2 separate regions of the Mus musculus genome follow, and region 2 is linked to region 1. A link is a contact called in public HiChIP or PLAC-seq data. All regions are on one chromosome and are shown on one strand. Each heading gives the region's core, a stretch centred on a gene start, on an enhancer-like site or on the middle of the called end of the contact. The rest is flanking DNA. Distances are from core to core; before and after follow the strand shown.

Region 1 (6,301 bases), core at 2,729-5,228:
CCCCAGAAGATTGTTATTCGTAGAGATAACTTAAGGACCTTGAATGATTTTCAAAAATTGTTAGGTGATATTAATTGGCTTTGCCCCTATTTAAAGCTTACTACAGGGGAGTTAAAACCTTTATTTGATATTCTTAAAGGGAGTTCTGATCCTACTTCCCCTAGATCCCTAACCTCAGAAGGATTTCTGGCCTTATAGCTAGTGAAAAAAGCTATTGAAGAGCAATTTGTCACTTATATAGATTACTCCTTGCCGTTGCATCTGTTAATTTTTAATATGACTCATGTGCCTATGGGACTGCTATGGCAAAAATTCCCTGTAATGTGGATACATTCGAGGATTTCTCCTAAATGTAATATCTTGCCATATCATGAAGCAGTGGCCCAGATGATTATAACTAGAAGAAAGCAGCCATTAACTTATTTCAGCAAAGAGCCAGATATTATTGTTCAGCCTTACAGCGTAAGTCAGGACACTTGGCTAAAACAGCATAGTACAGATTGGTTGCTTGCACAAATAGGGTTTAACGGAACTATAGACAGCCACAACCCCCAAGATAGGTTGATAAAAATTTTTAAATATACATGATGTGATATTTCCTAAAATGACTTCCTTACAGCTCTATTGATTTTTGCTGATGGCTCCTCTAAAGGGTGAGCTAGATATCTTATTAATAATCAACAAGTTATCATAGAGACTCCTGGCCTTTAGGCTCAGTTAGCCGAATTAACAGCAGTACTGAAGGTCTTTCAGTCTGTACATGAGGCTTTTAATATCTTTACTGACAGTTTATATGTTGCGCAATCAATACCCTTATTGGAGACCTGTGGTATGCTTAACTTTAATACGCCATCAAGATCCTTATTTTCAAAATTGCAAAACATCATTCTTGCCTGAAAAAAATCCGTTTTATATTGGCCACATACGATCTCACTCTGGTCTTCCTAGACCTTTAGCTAAAGGCAATAATTGCATTGACAGAGCTCTAATAGGAGAAGCCTTAATTTCGGATCCTGTTGCTTTGGCCAAACGTGATCATGAAAGGTTTCATCTCTCTAGCCATACCTTAAGGCTCCGACATAAGATCACTAAGGAGCAAGTGAGAATGATTGTAAAACAATGTCCTAAATGTATTACATTATCTCTAGTGCCACATTTAGGAGTCAATCCTAGAGATCGTATGCCTAATCATATTTGGAAAATGGATAGAACCCATTATGCGAAATTTGAAAAATTAAAATATATACATGTTTGTATCGATACTTGTTCAGGATTTCTTTTTGCTTCTCTACATACAAGAGAGGCTTCTAAAAACGTAATTGATCATTGCCTACAAGCCTTTAATGCCATGGGATTGCCTAAGCTTATTAAGACAGATAATGGGCCATCCTATTCTAGTAAAAATTTTATTTCATTCTGTAAAGAATTCAGTATCAAACATAAAACTGGAATTCCTTATAACCTCATGGGACAAGAAATAGTTAAACGTCCTCATCGCACCTAAAAAAAATTGGTTTTTTAAGACAAAACAGGGGCAGTTATTCCCCCAAGGTCACCAAAGGCACATTTTGCCTTTGCTTTATTTGTTCTAAATTTTTTGTAAACTGATATTAAAGGTCAGTCTACAGCAGATCACCACTGGCATACAGTTACTTCTAATTCTTATGCATTGGTAAAATGGAAGGACCCACTAACTAATGAATGCAAGGGTCCAGATCCGGTTCTAATCTGGGGAATCTGTGTTTTTTCACGAGAAGAAGATGGAGCGAGATGGCTGCCTGAGAGATTAACTCATCAGCTGAACACAGATCCTAAATCTTCTTGTAAGTATCACTCTGAGGGCTAAAATTCCTCTTTTGCCTAAAAATCAGTTGGAAACACAGGCTCCCAGAAAAGCTGTTTTCTTGCAACTCTCAAAGCCAGCTCTTCCACAGGAGACCAGAGGCTGAGCTGGAGCCTTGCTAATTTGCAACTGAGTAAAGCACCTGGACTTCCCCAAAAGAAGCTTTGCATTGCTACTTTCTCATTGTCTGGATCTCGTTTTTTCAAGCAGGTCAATCAACACCCTCCAGCCTGACTGCAGCGGGCATGCATCCCAGCCCCCAAGAGCGTACAGGTGGCAGCTACTATTTTCATTCTAAAGACGTGCCAGCATGTATTGTGGCTTTCGGTCTGATTTGTGATTAGGTTTGCTACTAGGGCTAGAAAGGTGAAAAATTTAAATATTAAAAAAATTGGTTTTTATTCTGATAGACAGGCTTAGTCCCTTAGCTGGTCTTTGGTTTTCCATCCTTGCTGTTTTTGCAAGGTCCCCTTACTTCCTCAGGCTGTGGAAATAACAGAGATGAGGAGAGTGACCTCCAGCTCCTCATATAGCCTACAGCCACAAATTGTGGTGTTACTAGTGACATAATTCTTGTTGAGGGCTTGCTAAATCTGAGGTTGACAATTCTCCCTTGGGAGCTGCACAGTACTCAAAACTGTGCATGCTGATTCGTAATAATACAAATACAGTATGGACACCAGCGTGGGTGCAAAAAATTTCACTGCAGGGGAAGGTCCAACTTGACCATTTCTGGGTTCCCTGAGAGATACACCCGGTTTAGCTAGAGGTTGGTATCTAGTTCCAGTTACAACCAAGAATATCTTTCTAAGGCTCTGCCTCCCCTCCCCAAAAGATACCATGGGAAAAAATCGGGTCAATATCCCCCCAGCCATGGTTAAAGCCCATTCATCCAAGGATGAGACAATCATTTGATCACCTCAGTTAAGCGTGGCCTTAATTAAGCTTAATTCATAGGGGGGAGAGAGGTTGGAGACCATACCGTGAGAAGGGCAAGCCCTTCACAGCCTCCCACCCTAACAAGCCAAATGGCCTTGTACTATGGAGCCAGTCGTCACCCCCTCCTCTCTGTTCCCCGCCTGTCATCCAAGGCTGCGGAGGAAAATCCACTACTCTCCTTCAGTGTTATCATAATAAAGTGCCTTTCAAATTCGTACAGTCAGTCTTCACCAGTTTTCCAAAGCCCTAGAAAGACTGTGTAGCTGACTACTTGGTATTCAGTAAAAGTTCAACTAGGAAGTTACCTATTCAGTAACTAATTAACGTTATAAAAGATGGAGCCAACAGCTCAGGGCTAGTCTGCTAGATGTTTATTTACTAGAGCAGAAAGGGCAGTTTTATCCAGATAAGGTTTACCATAAGAAAAGTTAGGAAGTCCCACTGAGACAGGTTTCTTCATTAGGTCCTAAGACTTCAGGCAGAACTATAGAGCATAAATAAATTTTATGCCTCAGCCCAGCCTTTTCTTTTTTATATTAACAACAGGGAGGAGATGTAGATGACACACAACACACCACCACAGTGTTAGGTAATAATAGTCTGTTGTCCTTACTCCCAAATTCTCCCAGCACTTTATATTCCTCTCCCACGCAAACCCCCACCAACCACTTATCTTTACTAGCTTTTCAGAAGGTGGGGCTGGAATCTTAATGTAAGTATTGTGTGTTCCTAGTGTTTTCCTGCCCTCTATGCCTGGCTTCCCTCTTTATAATCTCTTATCTCCAAATGTGTTTCGGCTTTAGCCAGTAGGAAGGCAATGCTGCAGACATTTAGAATCCTCTCTTGTGAAGTCACATGGGCAGTGTGGAGGAGAAAACTTCGGCAGAGCCATAGAGGCAAAGGGAGGACTTGGTAGCCACTGGTTGACCCTTCCAGTTCCCAATGCAGGGAATGCCAGCCACCCTCTCACAGGGCCCTCTTCTCTCACCCTGGAGTTGCCTGTGATGGCCTTCTGAAGCTCCTTCGAGGCTCTTGAGCTTCCTGGATCTCCTCCCTGTCTGTCATCCTGCCCCCTACTCCTCACACTGTACCCTGTCACCTCGCTTTTGCTCCTTCTCCTGACTACCTGTTTGGTGTTCCATCAGAACCCACCTGTGTGCTCTGCTCCGTCGCTCCCCAGCTCCCAGACTTTGTTCCTGGCCACTGACACAAGAAGTCTTCTTAAAGATACTGAACCCCACCCCACAGGGAGGGACAGGGTGAGATATGGGTCAACCTAGCTGGGGACCTATAGCCCATGGGGATCCTCCCTGGACAGGTGCTAGGGTGCTGCTGGCTGAGGTACAAGTGCCCTTGGACCATTTCCCTGTAATTTCCCCTTTAATAGGTGGCCACCTTTCGCAAGAACTATGCTTGGCTTTCTCTGTTACATACTGTGTAATATCATAATGTATTAACATAGAGTCATGTTCAGACACTATGAAGACATTTACTAGCCAGTTTTTTCAGTTATTTATTTATGGATACACACACACACACACACACACACACACACACACTTTAAATTAAAATAGAGTGACATAATTTTGCCCCTTCCCTTCCTCCCTTTGGTACCTTCCAGGTATTCTCCCTTAAACCCCTCTCATTTATCCAAGCTCTCAAATTGATAGACTCTAATTCTCCCTCTGTCAGCAATTATTATGGTTATCTATAAAACTAATAATTCTTTGTTTCAGGGTGGGACCCTGTGAAACTTTCCGCCTTCCACATTAGAGTGTCTACTAATTGTTCTGGCCTTGTTTATGCAGCCATTTCTAGGAGAGATTGTTTTACATCAGGCTTCCTGGTTTTCTGGCTCTTAGAATCTTCCTGCCTCCTCTTCTGTGATGGTCCCCAAGCCACAGATGTGGGAGCTGTGATGTTGATGTATCTGTTAGAGCTTTGCACAGTCTATTGATTTCTGCATTGTGTCCAGTTGTGGCTTCCTGTGATCGTTTCCATTTGCAGTAAAGTGAGCTTCTAGTCAGTTCTTAACAGGAAGCGGACCCTGGTAAAGTGGGGCTGATAAGGACAGTCACCCACAGAGAAAAAGAGAACTGCTGTGTATAGAGAACTTGGAATCAGAGAGGGAGGCATTTGAAGAGAGAAACTCCTAGTTGAGCTTAATGAAAACAGATTTTCCAGCACCCTGGGATCCTGGCAGTATTAGGAAACGCCAAAAGTTGTGGCTATGGGACGATTGTGTTTATGTGAGTATTGTGGGCCTTGTCACTCTCCTTTCTGGTGGTTCATTTGCAAATCATTTCAGAATCTGTTGGCAACCAGATAAAGAAAGGAGAGCACAGTTGACTCAACATAGAGACTTTGAGTGGGATTAGCTATAACTGCCACAACGGTGTTGGCTACAGTGAAAATTAAAGTGTCTGTCTTTAGAGTTGGGAATTCTCCTTTGTGAGATCAACAATTCCATGGAGAACTAAGTGGGTTGGACCAGAAGACGGTTCCAGGAACAACCCAACTGTGGAAAGTCTAATCTCTTTTACTTCTATAAAGAAAAATAGGGGCTGGTGAGATGGCTCAGCAGGTAAGAGCACCCGACTACTCTTCCAAAGGTCCTTAGTTCAAATCCCAGCAACCACATGGTGACTCACAACCATCCCTAACAAGATCTGACTCCCTCTTCTGGTGTGTCTGAAGACAGCTACAGTGTACTTACATATATTAAATAAATAAATCTTTAAAAAAAAAAAAGAAAAGAAAAATAGTTGGTGGCAGAAGATACTTGCATAGGTTATAAGTGCTGGAAAGAGTCACATACAGCTACATACAGTCACATACAGTCATGTACATGTACCTCACACACACCAATGTGAACTTGAAATGGATCAAAACCTAAATATAAAGTTAGGAGCATAAAACTATTAGAAGAAGGCAGAGAGTAAATCTTCTTAACTCTTGGTTTGATATGGGAGCCTTAGCAATGAGCCCAAAGCACAAAAACCTGGTGGATACAACAGATACGGAGGATGGCAGCAGCAATGGAAGAAGAATGGATAATTCTATCTGAAATGGGCAAGTGGGGCTAGAGAGGGGCTTGATGGCTAAGAGAAAGCACTGCTTTTGTGAGCATCTAGGCTGCCTGGATTTCCAGCTCCAGACAATCAGAAGCCTCTGGCCTCCTTGGGCTTCTGCACTCATGAGAATCTGCCCTCCCCTAACACATATACCCAGAATTAAAAAACAAAGTGTGTTTTCATTTAAAAGGGGCAAGTATTTGAGTAGATATTCATCTGAAGAGAAGACCTTGTCCGTGTCAGTCACCAGAAACGTGCACATCATTGTAAGGACAGGTTCAAACTCCTCTCTGCTGTTTGGGAATAATTTACTGATGTTAACTACTGACTTCACGCTGTGCTATGAAATATGGAATGTTATTCCACTTACCCAACTGCAATCTTTAAACACACCAGTCCTCCCCTCTCTATATTTCACCCCTTCCTAGGCTCTTCACCAATAATC
Region 2 (6,301 bases), core at 1,669-4,168, 57 kb before region 1:
CTGGGCAGCAGCATCTCTATAAGGTACTCAGAGTTCTTGGCCCAAGTTGGTGTCGTGATGGCTGCAGTTCCAGCTCCTCCATGTGTTCCAGTAAGCTGTGTACAGCCTTTAGCCCACAAAATCCAGGACCCAGAACACTCAGGCATTGTCATTAAGTGTCTACCTGGGGCATTGTCATGAACATCTGTAACATCTGAGGTGTCAGTCACTTAATCCTGTGTCCGGTTCCTTCAGACCAGCCCCAGGGCTCCAGAGTTCCGGACAGAGCAGAGCAGAAGACTTCAGTATTTCCATCTCCAGGCCAATACCCCAGGCTAGCTCATCCCCAGGAGTTGTCTGCTTTTTCTGCTGACTTTGCTTTCATGCCCAGCCCCAGTGGAGACCAGAGCGAGAGTAGCTGGGTTGCCACCTCGGTTCCCAGTGCTGAGCACGTACTTACTTCTTCCCCTCATCTGTGAAATCTGATTTACATAAACTCTTCCATTTCCCCACTTCTTCTGGTGTCATCTCAGTGGGGAACATTCTTCAGCCATCTGAAGTCACAGCAACCCAAGGCTTAGTTATCTAGAGCTACCGACAGAGCGCTGGGCCAACAGAAAAGGGTGCCTTTATGATACAAATTCCCTTTCAAGGGGATGTATTTTGAATGTTAGTGTATTTGCTCAAATTCAGGCTCTGGGGTTAAGCTGCCTGGGTTCAAGTTCTGGGAAATCACACCACCAAGGACAACCTGGTTATCTTGGTTGTGTTAAACAATCTGAGCCTCTATTAGCTCGATGGTAAAATATAATGACAACAGCAGCATGCATATCCTGTGAGTGTGGAGAGAAGCAAGGTAACAGAAATACAACAGGCTCAGGACAATGCTGGTCTTCCAGGAGCAGTGTGGTGGCAATGCTTGTATGTATGTATGTATGTATGTATGTATGTATATATGCATGTATGTATGTGTTTTTTTTTTCAAGACAAAGTTTCTCTGGCTATCCCAGGTTGCCCTGGCACTCATTTTGTAGACCAGGCTGGCCTCAAACTCACAGAGATTCACCTGCCTCTGCTTTCTGAGTGCTGAATTAAAGGCATGAACCACCATGCCCAGCTACACTTCTTTTTAAAGTGAACCCCAATGATACTGTCTGGACCACAGCACATCAGAGATTTTGAGTACTGTAGATGGTATGAAGCAAGGATATGGAGAATCCTGCCCTGACAGCCTTCTCTGGCCGTGCAACAGTGCATTCAAGTTTGGGATCTCTTTCCTACCAAGGCTAGATAAGCATGTCAGGTTTGACCTTCGTCCTTTCCAGATTCAGGGAAAGCTTGGCCAAGGTTTTCACCCTCCTGCCCTGTCCTCAAATTATCAGCCATGCACTGTGTGTGCAAGCAAGCATGGTAGAGTTGATCGGTGCTCAGAGTCCCTGATGGCTGCTTCTTTATGCACCCTCGTAGCTGTGGTTGGAATTCGGGGTGGTGGACCCTGCAGTGTGCAGAGTCACTGAGAGGCCTCAGCCCTTCACACATGCTGACTGCTGTCACTGTCATTAGTCCTGGCTTCTCCAGATCTCAACTGTACTGGATGGTTCTAGACCCCATGAGGAGCCTCACATGGTGCCATTCCTGAACAAAGGAGCTGTCTTTCTCATGGCTGATGCTAGAGGTTTCTACTGGTCGTTGGAATTTCACTCAAATATCTCTCTATGTCTTTAGCTCAAGTCCTCACAGCTGCAGAGGGGGCGGGGTCCTGAGGCCTTGCTTAAGTCCTGGCTGTGAGTAGGTGGAAGGAGTCTGAGGAGCCTTTGCTGTCATAGGGAATTAACTACCTTGCCTACATGAATGTAGCCCTTAGGAGAAATGTGGAGAATACTCTTTCTCTTGTTGAGACAGACACAGAGATGGCTCAGAGCTCTGTCTGGTGTGTGTCTTTCACCTCCTAACACTGGGGACAAGACTATATACTTGGGTGCATTTCACCCAATAATGGCTTTCAGAGTAAGAGTCAAGCAAAGGGAGGCGAAGTTGCTTTCCAGAGATCCCAGCAAGGAGCTGGGCCACAGGACCTGAGCCTTGGAGATGCCAAAGGTGTTTCTGCATAACATACCTCGCACTCAATGTACTCATATAAGACTATTTTCCTTCTGGATTCTTCTCTTCGGAGAACTTTCCCCACTTGGCTCTCCATGCCAAGTTCATAACCTCGGTCCCTATTCAAAATCAATTAAGACCTGGCTTCAGCAAGGGCCTTTCCTCTTAATTATTCTTTAGTCTTTATTTTTAAATTTGTGTTTTGAAAATTTCCTACACTCACTTTTGGTGATGTTCACCCCTCTCTCTCAAAACAAAAGAATACACATGTGATATATATATACATCATCAAGGATGGACAGAAAAGCATCTCAGGAACATATCATGTATATATACATACATATATATACATACATACATACATACATACATATATATATATACATATCATGTATATATATATACACATACATATATATATCATGTATATATATATATATATATATATATATATATATATATATATACATACATACATATATATATATCATGTATATATATCAAGGCTGACTACTCTGCATTGGGCAACCAAAGGGGCCTTGTCCTTGAGAGAGGCTAATTCTCCTTCTCTCAGCATTTATTAGTGTCTATAGTTCTTTGTCTTGAGGTGGGACCACCCCCCAAATTTTCCCTCTTCCAAGTTAACACATCCATTGATATTGTATTATTCTAGTCTTGTTTATGCCCCCATTTGTAGGAGAGACTATTTTACAGCAGACTTCCTGGTAGTTTGGGCCTTAAAATATTTCTTCCTCTTCTCTCTGTCATGTTCTCTGAGCTGTATGTTCAGTAGCGGTGATGCGGCTGTGTCTGTTGGGGTTGGGCTTCGCATGGTCCATGGAGTTCTGCATTGTGTTAGCTGTGGTGTTCTGTGGTGGTCTCCATTGGCTGTAAAAAGAGGAAGGGTGGTAGTTACATTTGTCTCTGGGGATACTGATAAGATTTAGAATTTAGTAAGGGATTATGCTGGTCTTTCGGAGTGGCGGTAATAGACTCTTCCCTAGCATCTATGACCTCACTCGTCACAGGAAGCTGGCTAGGTTTCCAGCACCAGGCATGGTTTCCCTCCTGGTGAGTGAGCCTTCAGCCCTGTCTGACCTAACCACTGACATGTGAGTGGCAACATTAGTATTAAAAGGCAAACAAAAACTCCCTCCCCGAGGCTTTCAGTTGCCAATAATTTCTCAGCTAGGAGCAGAATTTCATGCTTACCTTTCCTCTCCATGCTGGCATTTGGTCTGACTTGAGCTTGCACAGGACTTGTGCACACTATCACAACTCTGAGTTTGTCTATGCAGCTGCCCTGCTGCATCCAGAAGACACTATGTCCTTGTGTTCATTCACTGGCTCTTAAACTTTTTTTACCCTCTCATCCATAATGAGCCCTGAACCCTTGGTGTGTGTGTGGTGCAGATGAAAGACCCTTTTTGTCTTGGACCTGATGGTCACTTCCTACTCCCTGCCTGCCCCCCATCCCTGCCCCCCAGCACTTTGCTACTGAGTCTGTAGAAGAGTGAGCATCACTTGACAATAGTGAAATTATGCCTGCCCCATCTCCTGGTGAGCTGGTGAGCTATGGGAGCCTCAGCTCTTTTTTCTGTGTATCTCCTGGCCCTGGTGATCACAGTCAAGGATGGACAGAAAAGCATCCCAGGAATTGTCTCGGGTTGTAGGTGCTGTTGCTGCCTCAATTGAATTCCTAATATTTGGCCAATGCCAGTGGTATCTGCTTGGAAGCGAAGAAGCCGAGTGGCTCTGGGCATGGGATTGCCTGTTAGCACTTTTCATGAAACATACTGTGGGCCAAGGATGTGAAAGTTGCCTCTTGCTCAGGAATGATTAACTGCCAGGCATTTGGAAGGCTTCTCATCATAATCTGCCATCCGAGGGCCAGAATGTCCATGAGTGATTCCATCCCATCCTTGAGTGCATGGTGACATATGACCAGATGTACATACGGACATGTACAAGACTGGAGGGTGGAAGGACATATAGACACATACAATAACAGGAGAACCTTCAGGCATTCTATCCTTCCTCTCTGGGCCTTCCCACCTGGTCCAGGTGGCAGCTGACTCCTTCCAGCCTTAGGACAGCATCTGCCTGGCTTTGAAACTAATCTTTAGGCAGCAGTTGCTTCAGTGGCTTCAGGGCTCTCGTTGGAGCTGCTAAAGAGCAGGTGCTTGGCAGAATCTGTTTGAAGTAGAAAACCACCCAGTGTTCCTAGGACACTGTGTCTGCTCCAGTGTGTGTTGCACGATTTGGTATCTCAGGCTCCTGGGGTTGGTGGTGGTCTGTCTCCTCTTCAGTGTCTGGAAGCTGTAGAGACATGGGGGAAAATGGAGGGCAGGAGTCAAGTGTTTCTCTATTCCAGAATGTCTCCAATGCAGACCACACTGTGGACAGCTTCTAGGGAGAAGCACTGCTTGGGCAGAGATTGCATTAGCAGTGTGGGTGGGAGGTGCAACAGATCCCCAAACAGAACGATAGGGGACAGTGTATGGGTCACTCCTGCCAACTGTGGATGTTTTAGGGCGAACTTTGGCTGTCTGCTAGAGAGCTGTACTCTAGGGTGTTTGCTAGAGTGTTTTTAACATTGGAGAAGGGGCAGCCATGTTGCCACAGGCCTGGAGTTTATTAGATGTGGTCTTGGTGGCCTTGTTCTATTAGTGGATCTGATTCCAAAATCACACCCATGCCATTCTTCTGAGCTGACATATTTATTCAAGCAATACACCAATCATCCTAGATGTTATTGGAAAGTATCTTAATGTGCTAGACAGCAGGATCTTATCCTCACAGGCACTGACTGAGTCTTTATCACATACATATCAAGCCAAGGCTAGGGCACACTCTCACCCCCACATACAGGGTTACCCTAGGGCTAAGTTTGCTGCCAACAATTCTCAGGGGCACATGTTTTATGTTGCCTAGTAGAAGGTTGAAACGATAACCTTGGTTTGTTCAGAGTCCTATCCCTCTGGTCTCTGTGCAATGAAGATGATAATGAGAAGCAGCTAAATGCCTGGAGAAGTCTGTGTTGAGCATCAGCTGCCCCACCCCATCCAGGTCGATGCAGTAATGCATTAGGTGTGTGTGGATGTTGCCATGCAGTTTTTGTGTGCAGAAACGTGCCTTAGGGAAGCCATGTGAAGGTTGCCCATCATTAAGTTATGAATACGGAATCTCATCAGCCTTTTGATGCAGGCATTTATTGTTATAAACTTCCCTCTTAGGATTGCCTTCATTGTATGCTGTAGATTTTGTTATGTTGTATTTTCATTTTCATACAATTCTAGGGATTTGAAAAATTCCCTCTTGATTTTTTCCTTGACCCAATTTTCACTTAGCAGTGTGTTGTTTAGTTTTCAATAGTCTGTGTACTTTCTGCTGTTAATGTTCTTGCTGATATCCAGCTTTATTCCTTTGTGGTCTGATAGAATGCCTGGCTTTATTTCAGTCTTCCTGTACTTGTCGAGACTTGTTTTGTGTCGCAATATGTGGTTTATTTTAGAGAAAGTTCCATGGCTGCTGAGAAGAGTGTGTATTCTTTGGTCTTTGGATGAGGTTTTCTGTAGGTGTCATTTAGATCCATTTGATTTATGATGTCATTTAACCCCAGAGTTTCCTTATTTCTTTTTTTGTCAGGATGACCTGCCTTTTGTCAAGAGTAGGGTATTGAAGTCACTCACTCTCACTGTGGTAGGGTCTGTGGTTTTAGATACAGTAGTGTCTCTTTTATGAACTTGGTGCCCTTGATTTGGTTCACAAAATGATGTTATAATTATAACATCATCTCAGTGGGGATTTTTCCGTCAGTGAGTATGAAATGTCTTTCTCTAGCTCTTCTGATCAATTCTGGCTTGAGACAGATTTGTAAAATATTAGATTAACTACATCTACTTGTTTCTTTGTTCCATTTGCTTAAAATACCCTTTTCTTTCCACCCCTTTATCCTAAGACAATCTGTCATTGATGTAAGCTGTGTTTCTTCGAGACAACAAAAAAGATGACTCTGTATTAGTCTAAGGAATTATTATTCATTATCCAATTCTGCTGCCTAGCTTCCATTACTTTATGGTAAAATTGGTACATCTTTTATGAAATATCTATGAGCTTATAAGCTACATATAAATAAAAGCCCTACTCCAACTTGAAAAGCAAAGTTAGTAGTTTCTCTCTCTCTCTCTCTCTCTCTCTCTCTCTCTCTCTCTCTCTCTCT

The links. HiChIP or PLAC-seq counts read pairs in DNA pulled down with a chosen protein or histone mark.
Region 2: an H3K27ac HiChIP or PLAC-seq map of the HPC-7 cell line shows a contact between it and region 1, with 6 times the contacts expected there. The contact joins the enhancer-like site here to the promoter of Aoc1 in region 1. A contact is called at or near these places in 8 of 39 promoter capture datasets (the 3T3-L1 cell line, 3T3-L1-derived adipocytes, the HPC-7 cell line and 5 more), 4 of 484 Hi-C or Micro-C datasets (the HPC-7 cell line, granulocyte-monocyte progenitors, nephron progenitors and 1 more), 3 of 115 datasets of contacts at active chromatin or transcription factors (the HPC-7 cell line, embryonic stem cells and kidney) and 3 of 9 other capture datasets (liver, macrophages and pancreatic islet).

Annotation. Positions count from the first base shown.
Region 1 is chr6:48,892,932-48,899,232 of GRCm38.p6, reverse strand. It overlaps Aoc1 (amine oxidase, copper-containing 1), which reads right to left and starts at 3,978. Exons shown (of 5, transcript NM_029638.2): 1 at 3,935-3,978. The region is part of intron 1 of Gm44764 (a long non-coding RNA gene); the gene reads left to right.
Region 2 is chr6:48,948,463-48,954,763 of GRCm38.p6, reverse strand. No RefSeq gene overlaps it. Among named protein-coding and RNA genes, the nearest start is that of Gm24348, 17 kb to the right of the region's middle. Within about 2 kb of position 2,918, at least 14 of the 459 cell types and tissues checked have an H3K27ac peak or open chromatin away from gene starts, as enhancers often do. A contact at or near this core is called in the HPC-7 cell line, where this site is marked.